Linked DNA regions of Mus musculus: all the other regions are linked to region 1. A link is a contact called in public HiCAR-type data. All regions are on one chromosome and are shown on one strand. The core of a region is the stretch at or near the end of the contact, and the rest is flanking DNA. Distances in the headings are between cores, read along the strand shown. Region 1 holds the start of Klhl29 (kelch-like 29). Region 2 holds the start of Hs1bp3 (HCLS1 binding protein 3). Region 3 holds the start of Ldah (lipid droplet associated hydrolase).

Region 1 (4,504 bases), core at 1,156-3,655:
TCCTCATAAGCTTTCTCTAAGTGTCAGTATGAGCAATCTATACAATTGTTAAATACCACCCCCCCCCAGTGAAAAATAATTAGAAAGTTAGCTCTCCACCTCCCCCCACACCCTTAATTTAAATTTAAAAAGCCAGGAGTGAGGTAGGCTAATTAAATGTGCTATCACTCATCCTGAACGGAAAGAATTTCTCAAATCTGCCCTCCCCGGGCTGAGTTAGCAGTAAGACCACGGCAGGGGAGAAACTCTGTAGTGACTAGACAAATGGCTTTAAAGAGAATGAAATGAGGATAAATACAGCTGTAACCAGGACAGATCTGTCACTGCAAGAGGAGTCCAAATCCTAGCGTCGCTTAGCTGATGAGGGGCTGGAGCCTGCAGTGGTGGAGCATGAATGTCCCAGAACTGAGGAGTGGAAGTTTCTCGGCAGCCGCAGCCAGGCATCCTCCACGTCTAGTCCCTCCAGCGAAGAGGTCTCGCCTAATGCTACATAAACATCTGCGTTCACGATTTGCCCCAGGCGCGCCGCCTCGCAAACACCATAGGGAGAAACGATGTGCTTCGCAGAGCCGCGCATGTACCAGGACCGGATGCTTCTCACCCACCATCATCCCTGGGGACCCGCGGGAGATCGGTCAACTGACCGCTGCTGCCTTTCGGTTCCAGAGGCCAGCGATGAGAGAGAACGGGCTTCTCAGCAGGCGGACCCAGGCATCCAAGACTCGCGCTTTGCAGTCGCCGGCTCCTGGGAGAACAGCCGCAGGCAGGCAGTGCGTCTCCACCTTCCCCAGGCGACGCACACCGAACCTGCCCCGGGAGCAGCCTCGGAACGAAACTGGGCTGCGGGTTCCGAGATCTGGGCTGGAGCGAGCACGCCTCTCTCCCCTAGGGCCTGGGGCCGACACTGCCCAGCGAGGGCACCAGCGCGCGACCACAGATAACCCTCCTGCCTCCAGGCCACGAAGACCCGGACGTGAGCCCGCGGTCAGCCCGCATGGCCCGTGGCAGTCTGGGCGCGCGGCCACACTCCCACCTACGTGTCTCCGGTCTACTATCCCACACATAAACAACCCCTCTCCACTCGCCACCACCTCCCCGCCCTTCGCATCCCTGAAGCTGTCCTCCCACCTCCAACCCCCGCTGGAAACCACAAGGTGTCAAGGGAATGTAGGGGAGGTCACAACACGGTCTGTGTGGGTTCCATTCAGATGATATTCAAGCTCTTCCACCTCGAAAGTTACTTGGGATCCAGTGAAGAAACCCGGTCCCCAAATGCTGGGTCTAAGAACGCGAGTGGCAGAACCCGTCATCTAGCTTCCCTTGGCACACAGGCGCGCATCTCCCCAACCCGCAGGGCACACGGCCGCCCTGGGGACCAGCTTTCCAGTGCTTTCTGGGTCCCCCGGCACTGCTGGGGCCCTGGGCCGCGCAGGGGGAGGTGGCCAGGAGAGGGGCGCACACGGCTTGGCCCGGCCCAGCGCTACCCGACTCTGGTGTCGTATTTGCTTCTAGCACCTTCGACCACTGCGATAGTTCCCCTAGGCATTCCCTGCATAACACACCCGGGGGCAGGAAGTTTTTTTCCCCCTTTTTTCCATCCCCGGAGCAGCGCAGGCGCAAGGGCTTCTGCAGGCTTGCGAGCTCAGACGCGGGAGGCTCCAGCTCCAGCCGCCGCCACTGCCAGAGCCGAGCCCAGCGTTCCAGGCTCTGGGCCACACTCCCAAGTCCTGCCTGGCCCAGAAGCTACCAGGACCCTGGGAACCCTTACTCCCTCCCCTCTGCCCCGTTAGGCATCCCAAGAGCCCCAACCTGATCCGGCTCTTACCTGCGGCCGCGCCGCTCCAGCCCCGGCCCGACGCGCAGAGAGCCCAGGGTCGCGGATGGGTGCAGGAGGGTTGATGGATAGGGGACGGCGCCGGCGGGTAGCGGTAGCTGGGGCCGCTCGAGTCCTGGCCCGGAGAAACGGATCCAGGTCCACCTCCTCTCGTTCCTGCTCTCCGCCTTCTCCCCTTTTCCCTCCTCCTCCTCCTCCGCCGCCGCCTCCCGGCAGCCCAGGGAGGATGCCCGGGAGAGGGAAGTCAGTCTTTCTGCCTGTCAGCCTGCGCGGCTATGCGCGGTGCGGCGCGGCTCTCATCGAGGCGGCGGCAGCGGCGGCGGCTCCGGCAGCATCGCCCCCGCCCTCTCCCCGCAGCCGCGGCGGCCGCGGGGCTGGGGCTGGCTCCGGGCGCCGGGCTCCGGGCTCGGGCTCCGGGAGGGGGCTGAGCTTAGGCTCGCCAATGACCTGGGCTGCGGACGTGCGCTGGGTAGCCGGAGCCGGGGTTAGAGCTGCTGCTAGATCGGCGGTGGCAGGGACAGCGGCGACGGCGGCGGCGGCGCGGGGATTGGCGCGGCCGCGGCGCGGGGACCATGCTCCCTTCTGGCTCGCTCCTCTCCGGGTACCGTCTGCTTTAGCTGCGAGGGAGGCGGGCTTCGGCGCGCAGCCAGGGACGGGCGGAGCCAATCACAGACGCCCGAGTAGGCGGGGGCGGAGGGTGGGGGAGGCGGGGCGCCCCCGGCCCGGCTCAGCGCTTGGCTCCCGGGGCCCCAGGGATCCCCTGCAGCCGCGCGCCGGGCCCCAGGCTCAATGCCAGCGGGTGTGTCCGTGGTTGGTCCGCCACCCCCGCCCCCTGCAAAGATACCCGGCTCGCCCGGCTCCGTGGCCGCGCCGGTAGACTCACGACGCATGGCCGGGCTGCTGGGCCATGGCCTCCGGGTTCCGAGAGAGCCCGGGCTTCAAGGAAACGGACTGAAGGGAGCTTCCCTGCTGCTCTCAACACCTGAGGAAACTGGTGGAAAAGTTTGAGAAAGAAAAGTCCAATCGTCTTTCAGCTTCCGCCCTCCCTATGACACTCCAGCCTGGAGAAGGAGTAGGGAACGTCCATATCTCTGAAAGACCACCGCGAGCCATGCCAGTCCTGTCTTCTTGCATCTGCCCTGACTTCTGAGCATATGCGAACTTTCCTGTTTTCACAGACCTCCCTGGGTTGCTCAGATCACACAGGCCTGCTTTGACACTCCAGCTGCAGCCAACCCTCCCAAGATCCACACTGACCGAGTCTTCCTCTCTTCATGCTGTCTACGCAGACCCTAACTGGAACACTAAGAGGAAACTTTGGCTGGAGACCTGTGGCTACCGGTGTGGGTGTGAGCTTTTTCATCTCTCCAGCACACTTCTTTTCTGTGCCTGTCTTCCTTGGGTTGCTAACTCTGCAGGTCAGTTTTCTTATTCCCAGACCCACAGAACCCCTCACCTGTTTTGAGATTCAGAGGGAAAGCCTGTGGCTCAGTTCCCCTCCATCTTTCAGGCAAGTCTGAAGGTTAAAGTCTGAAGTTTATAGTCGGTGGGTTCCTTCTTCATTTCTCTTCACCCATACCTCCCCCACCCCATCCACACAAATACTGAGGCCTATTTCAAACTGGGGGCGGGGGTGGGTGGGTAATAGGGGAGGGACATAGCTGTTTTTTAAGGCTGATCTGGGCTGGCTGTCCTGGGAAGGCTTTACTAGGCTCCACTCATGTCTTTGCCAGGGAGGAGGGAGAACTTTTTTCTCTCAGGGGCCTCCTGTGATTGTCAGACCCACAGCTCTGCTGTTTTGGCTGTAAACTCAGTGCAGGGGTTGTGTATCCTTTAATATCTTGTAGGAAGCACAGTACAGTGTCATGGCTGATAAATAATAAATAATAATAATCTGCTGAGGGTAGCAGGAGAACTGTCAGTGAAGAGGGAAGAAGACAGCGGGGAGATGGGCCGTTGGTGTTAGAGTAACTGCATTTGGGGGGGGGGGAGAATCAGATGAAGTTTTAGTGTTCAAAAGCTTGAAAGGTGGGTTAGGGACGCACAGTGTTTGCATCCCAAAGGAATCTACCCCCAAGACAGGACAGCCAGGGCAGTGACATTAAGGCAGTGACAGAGGCTCCTCAGAGGGAGATAGGGTGGCAGTTTGGGGGAAAACAGCCCCCAGAGGTCCTCAAACTACACCTGAAGGTGAAATATAGGTGTGGTTTGAATACTAAGTTGGCAAGATGGTGAACGAGGTACCAGAAGAGAATAGAGAGCAGGGAAGCGAGGCAGGGATGGATTGGGGTTTAAAATAGACACCTAAGCAATATCTCAGGCAATTCGATGCAAAGAGAAGCAAAACGAAGCTACAGGCACGCCAGCTCCATGGGAAGCCATCCTCTGTGAGGATCTGTGTGTGCTCACCAGCGGTGAACAAGGAGTCCACCAGCTAGCTACATTCTGAACAGCTTCCTGTACGATCGTTGTAGGCAATATAGGACATGGCCAAGGTTTGAATAGGTTAAAACCTGGCAATTTGGCTATGTATAGCTTCTGACCAATTGTTTTGAATGATCCTCAAGTGAATGAAGGGGCAGTGAACTCCAGGAATCCTTTCTTGGCTTCCTTTACGTGAGGATAGAAAAATTCTCTCAGTTGACTTGCTAAGCATTGTTGGAGAAGAGA
Region 2 (4,504 bases), core at 1,337-3,836, 2.9 Mb after region 1:
AGACTATCTCCTTTCCACCTAGGACCCCACACCCAAGTCTCACATCCCCAGGTCCTGAGCAGAGAGATTCAATGGCCTCTATATCCCAGGTCCTGAAACCTTTCTTGTCCAAAACAGACTGATCATTTTACCACCTCAGGCTCCTCCAGATGTCCAGCCACTCACACGAGCCAAACCATAGCAACATCTTTTTAAACTTTTACATTCGCACACTCACACACATCGAGGGGACAAGGCCTCGTATGCCCTCAGGCTGCCTCCGTCTCAGACTCTCTGGAGTGGAAGATGACCTTGAACTTCTGCAGCCCTCCTGAGTGCTGGGCTTCTGGCCATGGATTTTCATGGTACTGGCGTGAAACGCAGGCCCTCGTGTGTGGCCGGCAAGCACAGTGAGAGCGGAGCTGCCGCTCAGCCACACAGCAGCATCCCGACTCCTCTGCTCATGCTCATGAAAAGCCCCATCTCCTGCGGCTCTCACGCCCGCTCCCTATTCTGCACCTCAGCAGCCTTCGCCGTCTCCCCCATTCTGGGCTCCTGTGCATTTCCACACCACTGCACACGGCTCGGCTGTTCAGGAGGGTCCTCTGTGCACACTTTATTTCCTGTCTGGTGACCACTGTCAGTGCAAAGGCTAAGCTCAAACACACCGAGTACTTCATGCCCTGACTCCTGCTTTCCTCCGCTGCTAGACCCTACTGACTCCTTCCTTGTCGGGAACATTCCTAGTTTGCCAATTCTTATTTCTCTAGGAAACTGCTCCTTCGCACCGCCCTTTCTGACTCCATTTCGTTTTGCAATGGAAAAGAGAAGGAAGAAGAGGAGGAGGGAGGGAGAGGAGGAGGAGGAGGAGGAAGGGGATAGAAGGGAAGGGTGGAAAAAGGAGAGGGGGTTAGGATGGGACAGGAGGGGAGGCTCCATTAAATCTCTGTGTTAATGCCTATGAGGTGGCTCAGTGAGTAAAATAACATTCTATACAAGCCTGATCCCCTAAATTCTATCCGCACCTCAGAATCTGTGGTGCAAGGAGAGATCCAGCTCCCGAAAGTTGTCCTTGATCTCACAAGTGCAGAGTTAACTGCACACACACACACACATGCACACACACATAAACACACATGCACATATACACACACATGCACACACATACATGCACACACATGCACGCACACACACACAGGCACACACATGCACACACACATGCACACACACACATGCACACACACGCGCACACACATGCATACATACATACACACATGTGCACACACACACATGCACACATACACACACTCGTGCACACACACACATGCACACATACATACACACACACATGAACATACACACATACACGCACACACACGGGGTGGGGGGAGAGGGAGAGAGAGAGTAGTAAATGGTAGTAATAATTATAAGTTTAACATTTAAAACACCTATTATTGTCACCTTTTCTCTAGACAAATCCAAAACGCCGCCAACAGGGTGCATGAGTGTATATGTTTCAAGAGGCAAAGTTTGAAGTCATTTTCAAACTTTTAAAATTGACTGTGGGATTACATCACTGAAGCAGAGGATAATGGTTTGAGTGTGCTGAGATGCTACCTAGAGAGCATGGCATGGAGCCTGCAAGATGACTCAAGTTAAAATAATTTCTTGCAAACCTGACCTCCAGATTCCAATCCCTACAAGCCATGGAAATGTGGAAGGAGAGAATCAACTCCACAGAGCTGTCTTTCGACCTCTATACACTCTCCATGCACACACACACACTAAAACGGGAACATAATATGTCCCTTAGGTGCTTTTGGTGTGGCCCAGCATCTGCAGCTACTTATCACTGGAGAGAGCAAAGGACAGACAGCAGTTTGTACCTGTCACCTGGCCCTGGTTTCAGTCTCCTGAGCCACGGGCAGAAGACAGGAAACAGCAGGTATGGTCTCTCTCATTCTCCTGGGGTAGAGAGTTGAGCCCATTCCCAGGTGGTCCACTCAGTCAGAGACATACAGAGTAAAATGTCCAAGACCTCCTCCTCAATGCAAAGCAAGCCAGGCCAAGGCCAAGAGTACCTTTGAAGGGAGGGAGAGAGGGACAGAGAGGGAGAGAGAGGGAGAGAGAGACAGAGAGGGAGAGACAGAGTCAGAGACAGAAAGAAGAGATGGACAGGAAACCTTAGGAGAAGAGCCCGAAAGAGAGGGTTGTTTTCAATGACAGCCCACAAGCCTGAAGGGACAGAGTCCCAAAGGGGAAGACTCCTGTTGACTGAGTGATTGACTGCATAAGTGGAAATGACCCCAGGGAGAGAAAAGAGTGCTTTTGTAGCTAGCCTGGAGAGAAGCCTGAAAACTAGCGGCTGGATTCCTGTACCATTAGAGGTTAAGTCAGTACTAGGATTAAATGGCATGAGGTGCCAGGCTTAAGAGGTGGCTATGGGGGACCTAGGGAGGGATGAGCAGCAGGGATGACCTCTCTACTCCGAGGCCACAGACACTGCGATGTGCACATCCGCTGCCACCAGGGGGCGGGCAAGGGCTGAGGAGACGGCGCTGCGCCGGAGCGGGGCGGGGCGGGGACGCAGCGACGCCCAGGACGCCAGATCCCGTGACCGTCCGCCCGCCCGCAGCCGACATGCAGTCCCCGGCGGTGCTCCGCACCTCCAGGTGAGCCAGACCCCCAACATGCATGATCCAGACGTCCCAGCAGCTGACGGTTTATCCCGCTGCACCGCACACTATCCTGCTGGCGTGCTGGCGCGCCGTCTAGAGTCCCCGTTTTACAGACAAGGAAACTGAGGCCCCCTAAAGGATCCAAGCACTCACCCACGTCTCCAGAAAAGCCTGGGATTGGCGAGATAGCGCTGGCTGGGACAGGGCCCAGCTTCCTGTCCCTGCGTATGGGGGGAGGGGGGCATTTCTTCCGGTCCCCCAAACATTTCTGCGCTAGCTGTGTGAATAGCTCGATGCTAAGCACCAGGGACGAGGTGAATAAAACAAGGTGTCCCTGGAGGTGATACCCGCACCAAAATGACTGGTGCTGCGGGAGGGGGCGTGTTAAGTTCAGTTGGCAGGGCAGCACACTGCTGCTGTTGAACCCCAACTACGCAGAACTAAGACCCTGGCAGTTATTGCTGGAGAGAGCGCAGGAGCTTCCTCAAAGGGGTCAGAGCAGTGCGCATCCACCCAGGGCCATACTCACAGCTAGGGTGAGGCTTGGAAAGGCTTGTGGGCAGGGTGGATGTCCTACTCCTTCCTCGATTTTTAAGTAACTCTGAAATGATGAACTTTAAGGATAATCGTATACTCTGCCTTTATTCCCCGAATACAAACTCTAGCCAAGATGGGCAAACGGGTGCTTTACCCAACACAAGTTCATTTGTATTCCCAGCTCCCTGGTTAGAAAAGTATGGTTCCGGACGTAAGCCCTGATCTTGAAAGCTGCTTGCTCTCCTTGGTGTGGTGAGGCCGCAGGCCACATCCCCATTAAAAGAGATGTTCCTATGACCCTGTGAGTCGTTCCCTTTCACAGAGCCTCAGTTTCCCTTCCTGTAGAGAAAGGTTCCATCTAGAGAGATAGGAGGACAGGAGCAGTAAATGTCCCTGTGGGCCACCAGACTGTGACTGTGAGTTTGGTGCTGGTGCCTAGAAAGGGTAGTGGTGGCTTCCCTTGGTGCTAGCATGCCCCCGAGTGTTAGCAGGCATAGTGTGCTGCTGATGGTGAGGGTGGACGAGTCGTGCCCTGTCCACCATTCTGATAGTCACAGCAGACCCAAGGAGCTTGCCTTTGAGGAGCACAGCCACCTAAGTAAGCATTGAAGTGGCCCTGCACCCAAGATCAGCTGGAGTTTCCAGCCTCCTCCTGCGCGGCATCTCTGGGCTTCATGCAGTATCCATCCAGCAGGTGTTTTCTCGGGATCCCTTCGATGCTAGACACCGGTCCAGGTTCTAGGATACAGTAGTGAGGCTTTGGAGGGAATGGGTGGGCAGCGAGAAAACGTAAGCTATGTCGAGGGTAGTAAATGCTGAGAAGGAAGCTGAATGATGGGGAGGGAGGTCAGGTGACAGACATGAGTTTTATACGATGTGGTCAAGGGATATCTTTCGGAGAGATGGCAGGCGAACAAGCTCTTGAGAAGTCTCACAGTGGAAAGGACTATAGGAAGGAGAGCTTGCAGTGTGTGCTCAGCAGGAAAGACAGAAAATCCAAAGGCCGTGTGCTGATGTGGAGGGAGCGTGGAGAGAGTGAGGTGGCCTGCAATGGAGAAAGGCCATGAGGTTTCATTCTGAGTGCGGTGGGAAACATAGGCAGCCTGGCCATGGGAGCAAGGGGACAGAGAACCCGTGGCTGCTGCACCCATGTCCTTCAGGCACCGGCCGGAGTGGCTGCACGGAGGGGTGGGAGGAGGGGCTGCAGCCTGTTTAGGTTCTCTGTGTATTCTGAATGATGAACTTTGGGGTCTGCAGGATGGTAAGGTTGGCTGTCAGCTGAAGGGCTATACTGTCCTGAGCGCACTGCT
Region 3 (4,504 bases), core at 869-3,368, 2.8 Mb after region 1:
GCCCCATGGACTCATGGACTCTGAACCTGTAAGCCAGCCCCAATTAAATGTTTTTCTTTATAAGAGTTGCCTTGGTCATAGTGTGTCTTCACAATAGAACCCTTACCAAGACAAGCTGGCCTACAGACCAGAGATTTAGTCCTTTATCATCATGGTGGAAAGCATGGTGACATGCAGGCAGACATGATAATGGAGAGGTAGCTGAGAGTTCTACATCAAGAGCAACAGGGAGCAGGAAGTGAACTGTGAGCTGACAGGCCTTTTTTAACTTCTCAGATCTCAAAGCCCTCCCTGTAGAAATGAACTTCCTCCAACTAAACCCTACCTACTCTGAAAAGGCCACACTTCCTGATGTTGTCATTCCCTATGAACCTATAGGAGCCATTTTCTTTCAAACTATATTCCACTTCCCAGGCCCCTTATTCAAAGCCATCTTCACCAGATTTCTGTCGTTAATGGTTTCCTTCACTGCCTAAGCTTGGCTGCCTTAGAACTCACTCTGTAGACCTGGCTGACTTTGAATGCAGAAATCTTCCAGCCTCTGCCTCCAGAGAGCATCCTATTCAGCTACTTATATAAGCTACAACAGTCATAGTCTGCCATGTAGCAAAGTGAACATTGTGTGCAAAAATATGACAACTTAGTAAGAACATGTATATTCCAAAAGTAGATGGCCCAGAGAAAACATGAAGAATACAGAAACTGCTGCAAGTAACCTGAGCCTAGCTCTCCTAACTAACTGTGGGAAAGTCAGTTTCTTCGCACCTCATTTTACACTGCAGTTAACAGAAATAATCTCTGGCCAACTATAAAGTCTGAATTGCTTCAGTTATTTCTGGCACAGGTTCAGTGAAATCAGAAACATAAATCACCTAGATGCTACATCGTAGATGCATATCCAAGAATTAAAAGAAATCCTGCACCAATGCATTCTGTCATGTAGTCTATGGATGAAAGAAGGATGGAACAGATACCCAGAAAGACGCCCTTGATATGTCAGTAGTCCTTTAACAGCATTACTGGCAGGAAATTTACACACATAAAACTGACACCACTTGGTACATATCCTATGGTCACCGTAACATAATCATTTACTTTTATGTATTTATATCTCCAAACTCTAGTGATCACTTGTTAATACTGACCACACTGAAATGCTAAGGGTTTAAAAATTAGTTCATGAAAAACTCTTAACACAATGAATATCTTTTTCTATATTCATTAAATGTTACCTATTGGATGTGGAAAGTAGAAGTGATAAAAAAGGGTTATGAAGATATTTATCGGTTTACATTCCACAGCTAGTTGGATGTTGGTTCAGTAGTTATGAGCACTAACTCCTTTTCCACAGGATTTAGGATTGATTCTCAGCACCCACATGGTGACCCATAGGCTTATGTGGTTCAGGTCCCAGGGAACCCAGTGCCCTCTTCCAGCGTCCATAGGCTCCAGGCTACTAATATACAAAAAGATTTTTAAGTTAAAATATAAGTGATGTTGGTACTATCACCGAGGTGCTGGATACAAGCGCAAAGCTTTTCCATGTGTGATAATTACTATGGGTTTTTTTTTTCTTTCTTTCTAAGTTCCATGCTTCTTCTGGCTATAATACTGCCATATTGGCGACAGTATTTTGGGGGACAGAAATACACTGATTGCCTACAATTGTACCAAGTGTTGAGGATACTATCTTGAAGTTTGTAGTAAGCTGGAAATAGCTCTGGAAGGTCGCATTATCCTGAATATGAAACTGAATACTATATGAAGTTGAATACTAGCACTAAGGTCAGCTGAGAGTCAACTTTCCTGTGATCATGAGTCAGGAATGAAAAGCAACTGGTGGTGGAAGAAAGGAAAAGTGGGCAGATGGGGGGGGGGGGGGGAATGAAAGAACCTCCAAAGAGAGGAAAAACTCGTTTACCAAAACGACAAAGAACAGAGAGCGGGTAAAATTCAGGTGGTATGCTAGAAACGCTCTATGTGCTGCTCCCAGCAATCTCGCTGACTATAAACCACCTACCCATCAAGCTGCCACCCAAACTCTCACACGGGAGATCCTTGCAAAGCGTTCTACGGGTCCCGACTTCCGGGACCGGCGCGGCGCGGCGCTGTGACGTCAGTACAGGCGGAACTTCCGGGTCTGGTGAGGCTTTGCCGAGACGTCGGCGGACGACCCCAATACCTTGTGAGTGGGCAGGTGAGGTGATGCTGCCAGTACTGTGTGGTTTGTCTGAGGAAGGGCACGTGGGCTGCGCATGGGGTGGTGCTAGGATAACTGAGCTGCCATCACCCCGCGTGCACAGCCGCTAGGCCGTGCGGTACGCGATGGCACTACACTCGCCCGACCTGTGGCCAGGTCGCCAGAGGCTCCCTGGGTAAGGATAAGCCAATGCGCTGGCAGCCAGCCTTCTAGAAATAAATCCAAGTCTGCGCTGGGGCTCCCCAGGCATCTGTGGTCGACACTGTCCCTCGTGGATTCTCCTGAGAAATCTGCTGACATTAAAATTACCTTTACCCTTGCATATGATGTGTTGTTTCACTGCTTTTAACTTTTTTTTTTATTTTAGTTTTACAAAATGCATGGCTTCTAATAGTATAGTATACATTTCCCCAGCTTGAGAAGCTCAGCTTCTTGAATCTGTAGATTTATGCCCTTCCCAATTTTGAGAAGTTTCCAGATACTCTTTCTTAAAACGTGTGTTTTAGCCCCACATTGCCTTCTCTGAAACTCTAGTTGCATGAATTTTAGGTCATTTGTCATTGTAGTACAAGTCCCGGGGCTACTGCTGAGTTTTTAGACTGTTTCCCACCAATTCAGGTTTGTAAATTTTGTGGATCTATCCACGTTCTCTCATCTCGTTCTTTGTTGATACTACTCTGCTGATAATCCACCCCATAAGTTTTGTTCTTTCAATTATTACTTTTAAATTCCTTGCTCTTGTTTCTTATATAATATTTATGGTAGCTTCTGACCTTTAGTGTGCTCTTACATTTTTCTGGGCTTTGCTGTCTTCTTAGAAGAATATTTTAATCAAGCTCTTTCTTACTTTGGGAAACTATTACATTCCAGGTGCCTTCAACATTTTTCTAAACTACTTTGATGAAGAAGTTGGAATGTTAGTAGGAGAGACTTTTAAGATCATCATGGGCAAAATATCAGGTCACTTTTTCTGAAACGTTGTATTGTATGCCTGTGTCATAAAGGGTCAATATGCTTATCAGTGTGTTGTGAGCTAATGCTATGTGACTAGTGAGGTGAGGTCCTAAGAGGTGAGGCAACTTTGTTCTCAACCTCAGGAGGCAGCCTACATGCACTGCAAGAACCTATTAAAATTGGCCATGTGAAAAGATTAAATATGAATTAAATATAAGATTATGTGTTCAACCTATTTTTGTTTTAGAGCATTCATTGTTAAGCTTATCAATAAAGGTACTTCCAGATGACCCCTGTCCCAGTGAACAAGTCAAAGCCAGCTGTTGAGTTTTTCTTAGCTAACTCTACTTTGGATTGTTCCAAAACTGCCTGTGCTGTACTCTATAAATTTCTAACCCACACAATCTGTGAGAATATAACATATCTTCAGGTATTAAGTTTTATGGTGGTATGTCATGTACCAAGAATAAATGAAATCCCTTGTATTTTCTAGGAACCTTTTATTTATTTTTTTTTAAAGATTTATTTATTTACTATATGTAAGTACACTGTAGCTATCTTCAGACACTCCAGAAGAGGGCATCAGATCTCATTACAGATGGTTGTGAGCCACCATGTGGTTGCTGAGATTTGAACTCAGGACCTTTGGAAGAGCAGTTGGTGCTCTTAACCGCTGAGCCATCTCTCCAGCCCCCGGAACCTTTTATTTTTTTAAACTGTAACAGCTATCAGCGCATGTTCCTTGGAAGATAATTCTAGAATTACTTACTGGTTTCCCAACTCCTTAACCTGATATTCAAGGATGTCATAGTCTGGAGTAGAAGAATCCCAGCACTAGTCTAAAATTGTGTGTGTGTGTGTGAGTGAGAGAGAGACAGACAGACAGACAGACAGACAGAGAGATTCTGCAAATCTGTCTCTTGTGATCAGCATTACACTTTATCGAGTTTTTTGTTTTGTATTATTTTTTAAGACAAATCTTCTATAAACCATACTGACTTTGAACTCCTGATCTTTCTCCTACCTCCCCAGTGCTAGAAAAATAGGCATGAACCACGACAGCTTGGTGTGTGGTTTGGGGGATTTGTTTGTTTGTTTGTTTGTTTGTTTGTTTGTGAGACAGTTTTATATACCAAGTAGCCCTGGCTGGTCTCAAACTCACAACATTCCTGCCTCAGCCTCCCAAATTCTGGGATTATGGTAATGCACCAACATACCCAGATGATAGTTTCCATGTGATATTCTTTGACTCTTTTAGAAAACCCTTATGGTTATTAGCTGTCTGGTTATGGCTCTTCTCTTTTTATAAAGCCCTTCTGGTATTTTGCCTGTATTTTAATTGGATTGTCT

What was found. HiCAR-type assays count read pairs that join an accessible place to other places.
Region 2: a HiCAR-type map of astrocytes shows a contact between it and region 1, with 7 times the contacts expected there. The contact joins the promoter of Hs1bp3 here to the promoter of Klhl29 in region 1. A contact is called at or near these places in 3 of 39 promoter capture datasets (cranial neural crest and embryonic stem cells), 1 of 484 Hi-C or Micro-C datasets (embryonic stem cells) and 2 of 115 datasets of contacts at active chromatin or transcription factors (astrocytes and forebrain).
Region 3: a contact with region 1 is called in a HiCAR-type map of astrocytes, with 6 times the contacts expected there. The contact joins the promoter of Ldah here to the promoter of Klhl29 in region 1. A contact is called at or near these places in 1 of 39 promoter capture datasets (hippocampal neurons) and 2 of 115 datasets of contacts at active chromatin or transcription factors (astrocytes and stem cell-derived neural progenitor cells).

The regions. Positions count from the first base shown.
Region 1 is chr12:5,373,277-5,377,780 of GRCm38.p6, forward strand. It overlaps Klhl29 (kelch-like 29), which reads right to left and starts at 2,406. Exons shown (of 14, transcript NM_001164493.1): 1 at 1,826-2,406. 2810032G03Rik (RIKEN cDNA 2810032G03 gene) reads left to right here and starts at 2,444. Exons shown (of 2, transcript NR_015579.2): 1 at 2,444-3,252.
Region 2 is chr12:8,310,847-8,315,350 of GRCm38.p6, forward strand. Hs1bp3 (HCLS1 binding protein 3) reads left to right here and starts at 2,587. Exons shown (of 7, transcript NM_021429.3): 1 at 2,587-2,651. The coding sequence starts at 2,620.
Region 3 is chr12:8,206,008-8,210,511 of GRCm38.p6, forward strand. It overlaps Ldah (lipid droplet associated hydrolase), which reads left to right and starts at 2,119. Exons shown (of 7, transcript NM_001364261.1): 1 at 2,119-2,197. Gm33037 (a long non-coding RNA gene) reads right to left here and starts at 2,126. Exons shown (of 4, transcript XR_381233.4): 1 at 2,021-2,126.